2 separate regions of the Mus musculus genome follow, and region 1 is linked to region 2. The links are chromatin contacts, called in public HiChIP or PLAC-seq maps. All regions are on one chromosome and are shown on one strand. The core of a region is the stretch at or near the end of the contact, and the rest is flanking DNA. Distances in the headings are between cores, read along the strand shown.

Region 1 (4,169 bases), core at 1,052-3,551, 94 kb after region 2:
TTTTAACAGCTAGGAATAAATATGTGGATTCGATTTGCATTTTCCCAACAACTAATGAGGTTGGGCATGGTTGTTCATATACTTACTGCCCAGTCACATCTTTTCTTTGGGAGAATACATCTACTTAGTTCTGTCAGCCATTTTAAATTTGAGCTGTTTTTCTATCTGCTTATGCTTCTTTCAGTTCAGAGTGTGAGCAAGGGAAGAAATGCTGGTAATTGGGCTCCCTAAAACTTCAATATAAAAATATTTTCCAATTGTACAATAGATTTTTATGTGTATCTAGGTAGAAACATAATAAACACATGCACATACACATATACATGGCAGACTTAATGAATCTACTAATAATTGCCTAAGATGACTTTAGCTTTCTGCATGGAGAGCCATGTCATTTAGAGGCTATATTTTCATCTAACTCTTCCTTTCTAAACATACATTTCATTTATCATACTCATCTTCCATGCTGAGTAGGTCCCCTAATGACATATTAAACACTGTAGAAGTGATAACTGAAGGCTCACAAACCTGTATAAGACTTGTCTGGAAACAACTTTTCCTTTTGGGAAGATCTGTGAGCACTCCATTCCTATTTCTTATCTCTCTGTCTTAGACTAGCTTGAGAAGAGTCTTCCAGCAGGGTCAAGGAAGTTTTTCATTTCACCTGTTTTCAAATCTTGCTGGCATAGATTTTTTTAAACTCTATTCTTATTCTTCTAATCTAGTAGGAATTTCCTGTTTATGTAGCATGTTAATATTTATGTTTGGGCATCTCTTAATTAATTAATTAATTAATTGTATCAAAAACGTTTTCAATTTTATGAATTTTTTAAGGTTTCCACAAAGGCTTTTTTCGTTGTCATTATTTTCATTATATTAATTCCCACCTTCATGATTGTTGAGACATGGTCTGTTACTATGTATCATAATGCTAAATTCTGCATTCCAAGGTCTAATCGCCTTAACACAAGGAGATCTTCACGTATACGATACTTTTGTTGTATAAACCTTGCCCCACAATTGCTTGGTTAATAAAGATGCCTACAGGCTGTAGCTGGGAAAAGAGGTACGTGGGGTTTAGGTTACTGGGCTTGGGGTCTGAGGCAGAGACAAAAATAGAGAGGAGAGAGAGAGAGAAGAAGAAGAAGAAGAAGAAGAAGAAGAAGAAGAAGAAGAAGAAGAAGAAGAAGAAGAAGAAGAAGAGGAGGAGGAGGAGGAGGAGGAGGAGGAGGAGGAGGAGGAGGAGGAGGAGGAGGAGGAGGAGGAGGAGGAGGAGGAGGAGGAAGGGAGATGGAGAGGGGAAGAGGGAAGATGAGGACGAGGAAGGTGTGCCAAGGGGTTGGTGGATCATGAAGGCATGGCTAAGAGGGCCAGCCAGTTGGAGTAGAAGTGGCCCAGGCAGTGATATCTTGGTATTACTGACAGGGAGGTAGACAAAATAGCATAGAGGGTTGATATCTGTGCAGCTCTAGTGCTTTAAGGTTTATTATAAATGTAAAGGTTTTGAGTATTCTAATTGGGAACTAAATGATCTAAGGTGGGGTAGAAACCCCCAAATACCATTTACCACAATACGTATTTGCCTTATTCTACTTCCTTTTCTTCATTTTACTTTTTTCTGCCTCGTTGGTTAATTATCATCTAACTTCTCTTCTAATGTAAATATTTAAAACTACACATTCCCCTCTGAGTACAGGTTTAACTGTGTGTCACAGAATGAGGCTGTGTGTGTGTGTGTGTGTGTGTGTGTTTAGCCATTTTATTGTAAAATAGAACACACTTAGAAACTTACACAAACATATAGGCTAGTAAAATAGTATAAAATCAACATAATTGCAAACACTTTGGGAAATCAAAAAAATAGGATTTTGCCAACTACCCAGGACTCATCTATTGCTGGACAGATCTTAGCAATCTCTCAATCTAAAAAGTATTATCTGATTTTTTTATGCTAAGCACATTCTTACATAAGGACAGCTAGCAGCCATGTCTTATCCTTAGACACTGTAGGGCCTAGTCTCAGTCACTTAAAAACTGTCTTTCAGGCCCTCAATCTTTGTCCTACTCCACAGTTTTCCTCTGTGTTTTTCTTCTCCTTCTGATTTCTCTGTTGAAGATCCTGAGTCTGGCCTCCAGCATTTCCTACCATCTGGATTTTGCTAATTGCATGCTCACGGTGGAGTTCAATACATTCCTCTGCCCTCTGGGTTTCTTTAAAAATGGCAGCAGGTTCTGAGGGCTCAATCAGACTTAGGTTTGATCTTTTTGGCAAGACTACAGATGGTGTGGTGTTTGTTTGCTGAGGGACACGTAATGCTTGGCCACGTCTCTTGTTTGTGATATTTCTATTGACCACATCCACTGATTTATTGCCGTCGCCATGCGCTGGTCTTCTAACACTGAGAGTTTGCCTTCCTTTATTAGCTGGGAGCCTACTACAAGATTTCTCCCTTCTTTACCGCTTGGCTGCCCAGAGGCCCGGTTCATTTTTGGATTGCAGATCGAGGGCCACTCTTTCCATTTCCTCGATAATTTCTAAGGAAATGGACTGATTTCCTGTCATCACTCAAAGGTAACTGATCAACTATTAAGGTCTCGTTGTAAAGTAAAAATGCAAATGTATTCATTTTCTTACTCTTATTGATGTTTCAATTATCCTTTTTTGTTTGTTTGTTTAATCAAAAGGAGCATCTTTGAATTTGTTCTTGAGTCTTTTGACATGGTTTTAGCATCCTTTGTTCCATCCTTTGCTATGCTGTGGGAGAAATATTTTGGATTACTCAGATCCGTTTCTTCCCAGACCTTGAATCATGCTTCCCTCTAAGGTTTCTTTAAGCTGAAAATCATAGTGCCGTAATATATTTTAGGTTCTACGAGGGTTCCTTGCTGCTGACCTAACCTTTCACAGATCTTTCAGTGAACACACATGTAAACATCGTTATCCTCAACGGTAGAGGATTTAAAAGAATTCAGTCTTTGTTTAATCTCACATTTTACAGATCTTCTCAGCTTAACCTTGCTCTGCCACCACCACTGATGATCTTCAAATATGTACACACATGCTGTCCCTGTTTGCGTTCAATATTGTTATGCTTATGCTAAACATACTGTCTCAAAGTCTGTAGCTGGTGCATATATGGGTGGTCACAGGGGTGCATTGCATAGCTATTGCTTCAAAGAAGAACCTGCTACTCAGGCACAGGACCTGCTACTCTGGCCAGTGGACAGCCTGCTTCTGAAAGTCTTCTTCCATGTCTGCTTCAACTGCAGAGAGCTCCACTCCTCAGATCATGTCCTCACTAATGCAGCCTTTGTCTGGCAACTAAGAAAGGTGAGGGTGAACGACCCAGCCTTTGGGGCCCAGAGGCAGACATTCCAGTGGTCAATTCTTGTGTCAAAGCTCCTGCCAATCACTGAAGGTTTTAGCAGACTTACTTGAATATTAAACTTTTCTTTTTACCCAATTTCTTCTTTTCCTTTTGGAGATGCTGACTCCTTAATATAGCTTGTTGCCTATTTCTGAGGAACCCGAGGTAAGTTTGTAGAGGCAGAAGCAATCTGAGAAATATGGGCCAAAGATAGTGTTTTGAAGTTGGATTACTCAAACATCCATCTTGCAAGAGGTCCTGTCACTGATGCTAGGCATTATGCCACAGGCATAGGCTGGTAGTTCAAACACTGATCATTTAAACAGCAGTGAATTGAGAGAACAAACCGTAGACTAGGACTACTGTGGGAATCATATCTCAGTCACTCAGGATCTATGGGGAAGGTATTGCTCGGGCAGCGCAATCTACTCACATTCGAGATGTTTGGAAACAATTGGAGCTCTAAGAGAACAGGATTAGATGTTAACACTAAGATGCTTCCAGAAAGATAAGAAACAGCTGAGGGCAACAAGCAATTGAAAGCCTGCTCCGAAGGCCTAAGAGCCTCTTGGGGTTGCCTACAAAGAAGCTTTTGGTTTTTTCAATCACAAATAGTCATTGTGGCTGATTGTCAAAGACAGTTAAATGCACAAGAATTTGGGTCAGCAATGATGAGATTGGAACCCTACTGGGAAATTAGGATGGAATAAGCATCCTAGCCATGACATTTTTAACTCTGAGACTCCTCTGATGCTTCTAAGCTTACAAGTGTGCTCATCACTCCTTACTAAAAGCCATCAG
Region 2 (3,775 bases), core at 545-3,044:
TAGGCATAGTGCTGAACACTGTGAATAGCATGGTCCCTGCCACTGCACAGTGGAGCTTGCAGGAGTTTGGGAGGAGAGAAGGAACAGAGAAAAGCACATGGCTGGAACACTGTGGAAATCCCATCTAAGGAACATTGGCCCACAGAGGAAGAGGATCTCTAACTTAGGCAGCTGGGCTGCCTCTCAGGATTGTGTCTGCCTAAGGGTGAGGCAGGGCTGAAGAACACCCAGAAAAGAGTGAGTGTCCAAGGAGGAGGGGGAGGACATGTATTGAGGCACAGGAGAGAGAGGGGGGGGGGAGAATAATCAATGCAGTTTTCCCCCTGTGAGCAATTTTCAAACTCATACAGATTTAGTGTTCTACTCCTTAACCCTGTGATGCCCAAATAGCGCCACTCAACTTACATGTTAGTTCTCACACCTTTCTTAGTCTGCTTTGTCACCTGTCCCCTGAAATGTGATTGCCCTGAGAAACCAGCAGACAGCCCCAGACTTTTTGCTGAGAGCAAAACTAACTGAGATTGGGTGGTGCAGCATGCTGAGGTCCTGCCCCAAGGGAGCTCCTTCCAGACTCAGAATCTGGCAGAAGGTGAAACCTATTTGAGCCAGGCCTCTTGTTACCAGCAGGGATAATGTGTGTCTACCACCTGCAGCACAGCAGGTGTTATCACGGCTACCTCCAGTTCTTAAGGGTTTTAGAGTTTAGTGGGGAGAGTATCCTGGTGTTGGAGGTGTGGCTGCTCTTGTGCTCTTGTTTCCTTAGCGCTTGGGAGACTTAGGAAACAGAACTGGTGTGAGTTCAAAGCCAGCCAGGTTATAGTGTGAGTACATGACTTAAAAAGAAAAAGAGAGGGGAAAAGGGGATATAGGGAGGAAGGAGAAGGACAAGAGGAACAGAGGAAAAGAGACACACACATACAGAGAGAGAGAGACACAGAGACAGAGAGAGACGTCAGAGAGAGTCAACCTGTTGCCTGCTGTGAGGACGGACATTAGCAGATGTATGGACATTTTCTCTTACTTTTCCCAGTGTGTGATCTGCCAGTATCCTTCCAGAAGCACTTGATTCTCATAGGCTGCTTCTAGGCTTGCTGTAGTTGGAACACAGAAAGAGCCAATATTCTTCTTTCCACATCAAGAATAGAATTTCTGAGTCTACAGCAAGACAATGCTTTTGAAAGCCAAGCATGCAGAAGTAAAAAAAGAAAAACAAGTTTTTTGAATTCCTTTGGCTCCCATAAAGTATTAAAAGCAATGCTTGGAGGATTTGATCACAGAGTCTTCCTGTAAACCTGGGGTAGAGAGAGCTCAATATATAACTTAGGATGTTCTGGTGGCAAAGAACAGGAGAAAGAACTTTCTGTGGACTGTTGGGGGAGGTGAGCCTTCAGCGTAGACTTGGAGACAACGTTGAGGCTGTTTACTTCAGCCCATGTGCACTGTGCCTTGACATTGCTCATCAATCTCTATTTCTCTATTGTACACACACTCTACTGTCACACAAGCCCCCACAAACCCCTAAACTAAAGACCTCTTCCCCCCAGGCCCCCACCACATGAACTGCCATTGATAGCCCTTCTCCATATCAGGTACTCTCAGCTACCTGGTCAGACAAACTAGGACTACAGGAGCATCCATGAGCCCTGTTTCTCTCCCTCACCGCCCCTTACCCTGCCATTTCCTATTGCTTAAATCAGTTTATACACTATATTTATTCTGAATGAGTCAGTACATGATCATGTCTCAGTGCCTGGCTCAGGGACTCATCATTGTTGATCTAAACTGGCACAACAAGACCCAGGTGGTTGGCCCGTATTTGTTCTTACTCATCATATCCCAACCCCCCTGAACCTCACATTCACACTTCACCCATAGCCACCTCAAGCCCCACCAATTCCAGACTGGTTCTGACCCATTCTTGTTCCAAGCCATTCTTTCTGTCTCAGACGATGCCCTTCCCAGCAGTCCTCTTATGGTTCTTACTCATGCATCAAAGCACAGACAATATCTCACTCATGAAAGTGTATTAGGTATGCGCTCTAAGGCGTATAGATTGTTCATAGAAGCATCTAAAAAGGGTGCCAGGCTTGATTTGGGGGCTTGGAGAAATCTCCCAATTAGAAGTGTGAAGAGTCTAAGAGATATATCTAGATGGGCAAGAAGAACGGATCAGAGCAATGGCCTTTGAGGCCTAGTAAACATATTTAGAGGCCAGAGTTATTGCCATTACTTATGAAATGAACTGCCAAAGAAAACCCCAAGGCCAGAGCCAGAGTCAGAGCCAGAGCAAAGCAAAGCAAGTAGCAAGGAGAACGGAGGGACAGGTAACACACAATCTCCTTAAAGAATGTGGAATTTAGGCTAAGGACACCTAGGACAATAATGGAGGCTCCTTGAAGCTCAAAGTGGATCAAGCTCTATATCCTTTGAATGGCCACATCTTTCCCTACAGGTTTTCCATTCCTTTATAGGTCTGTTTTTACACTAGGTAGTGGGTGCTTACATGGTATGAACATTCCTTCTTGATCTCTGTTTCCTTTTATAGAGCTCCTGTCCTAGAACCGAATTTTTTGAAATATAGTCAGCTGGATTTCTAAGGTGGTGGCATTAGGTCCTGTCCTAGATGTATAGGACCTGGATGGAGGTATACTTGTTTGAGCCACAGGCTCATAAGAGACCCTAGGCAGCTGCTACAAAGGCAGAGACCTCTGAAGACAGTATCGGGGCAGGGGCATTGGCACCTGATCTAGGTGGTCCACATGGCAACCAAGGGTACTAGGGATCTTTGAGGGATCAGAGTCAGGAAAGACTGAGAAGGTGGAGGCTCACAATGGTCAGCGACAGGATTTGATCCCTAGGGACATTCTTGACTCCCCTTGTGCCTAAGGAGAATTACCTCTATCGTTGCTTGCCTTCCTTTGTACTCTCCAAACTTATAATGTACACTCAACAAATTACATTTGTTAAGTATTAAATCAGTGATGGGAATTTTTAGAACTTAAATTCCAAGTGTCTAGAGGCAGCTTTATTTCCTGAATCCTCAGTGCCTACAATGGGACTGGGCAGAACAGGTACTCTAAATGATTGATTTAATATATTTAATCAATATAATTATAGTCTTATAGTGATTATAACTATTATGGCCCTAACAGTTTAGCTATTTCTCCCAAGGTCATATGCATGGGCCAAAGCTCGCCTGTTCTCAAGGTGATTGCTTTTCTGAGCCACAGTGCCCCCACAGGACAAGAGTGGAACTGCTATGTTCCCAGCTCAGTAGCATCCCATGAGACAGACCCTGCAGGGAATGAAGGACCAGGGATATAGGCTTGTCAAAAAGCCATGAGGCCCTCCGTGCATTTTGGTCTCCAGCATTGCATAAACTGGGTATGGTGGCCGAGGCCTGTAAGCACACTAGGGAAGTGGAGGCAGGAGAATCAGATATTTAATGGGAAGGGGGCTACAGTCTGGGTGACATGAGACTGTACCTTAAAAAAAAAAAAATCAAACCAAACCACAACAAAAACTAAAGAAGAAAAAAAAAAAGAAAGGAAAGAGGAAGAAGGACTGTGGATGGGGCTGGGGTTGAGGGCTGAGATGAAGTAGTCCTTGCTAGAGTCTGTGCAAGTGACTAAAAAACTAGCAAGAACTGTGCATAAAATAGACACTGGTGACTGGGGGAGTGTGTCTGAGCAGTCAGGGATGAAGATATGACTGGTATCTAGAAATTAGGCCAGAACACCTGGAGGAAGGAGCGTGGAGGGGAGGCAGAGGCAGG

The links. HiChIP or PLAC-seq counts read pairs in DNA pulled down with a chosen protein or histone mark.
Region 1: an HNF4G HiChIP or PLAC-seq map of pancreatic cancer cells shows a contact between it and region 2. The contact joins two enhancer-like sites. A contact is called at or near these places in 9 of 39 promoter capture datasets (the 3T3-L1 cell line, 3T3-L1-derived adipocytes, the HPC-7 cell line and 5 more), 2 of 484 Hi-C or Micro-C datasets (nephron progenitors and uterus), 1 of 115 datasets of contacts at active chromatin or transcription factors (pancreatic cancer cells) and 1 of 9 other capture datasets (pancreatic islet).

What each region holds. Positions count from the first base shown.
Region 1 is chr3:102,557,495-102,561,663 of GRCm38.p6, forward strand. No RefSeq gene overlaps it. Among named protein-coding and RNA genes, the nearest start is that of Gm46818, 54 kb to the left of the region's middle. Within about 2 kb of position 2,302, at least 5 of the 459 cell types and tissues checked have an H3K27ac peak or open chromatin away from gene starts, as enhancers often do. A contact at or near this core is called in pancreatic cancer cells, where this site is marked.
Region 2 is chr3:102,463,542-102,467,316 of GRCm38.p6, forward strand. No RefSeq gene overlaps it. Among named protein-coding and RNA genes, the nearest start is that of Ngf, 4.5 kb to the right of the region's middle. Within about 2 kb of position 1,795, at least 37 of the 459 cell types and tissues checked have an H3K27ac peak or open chromatin away from gene starts, as enhancers often do. A contact at or near this core is called in pancreatic cancer cells, where this site is marked.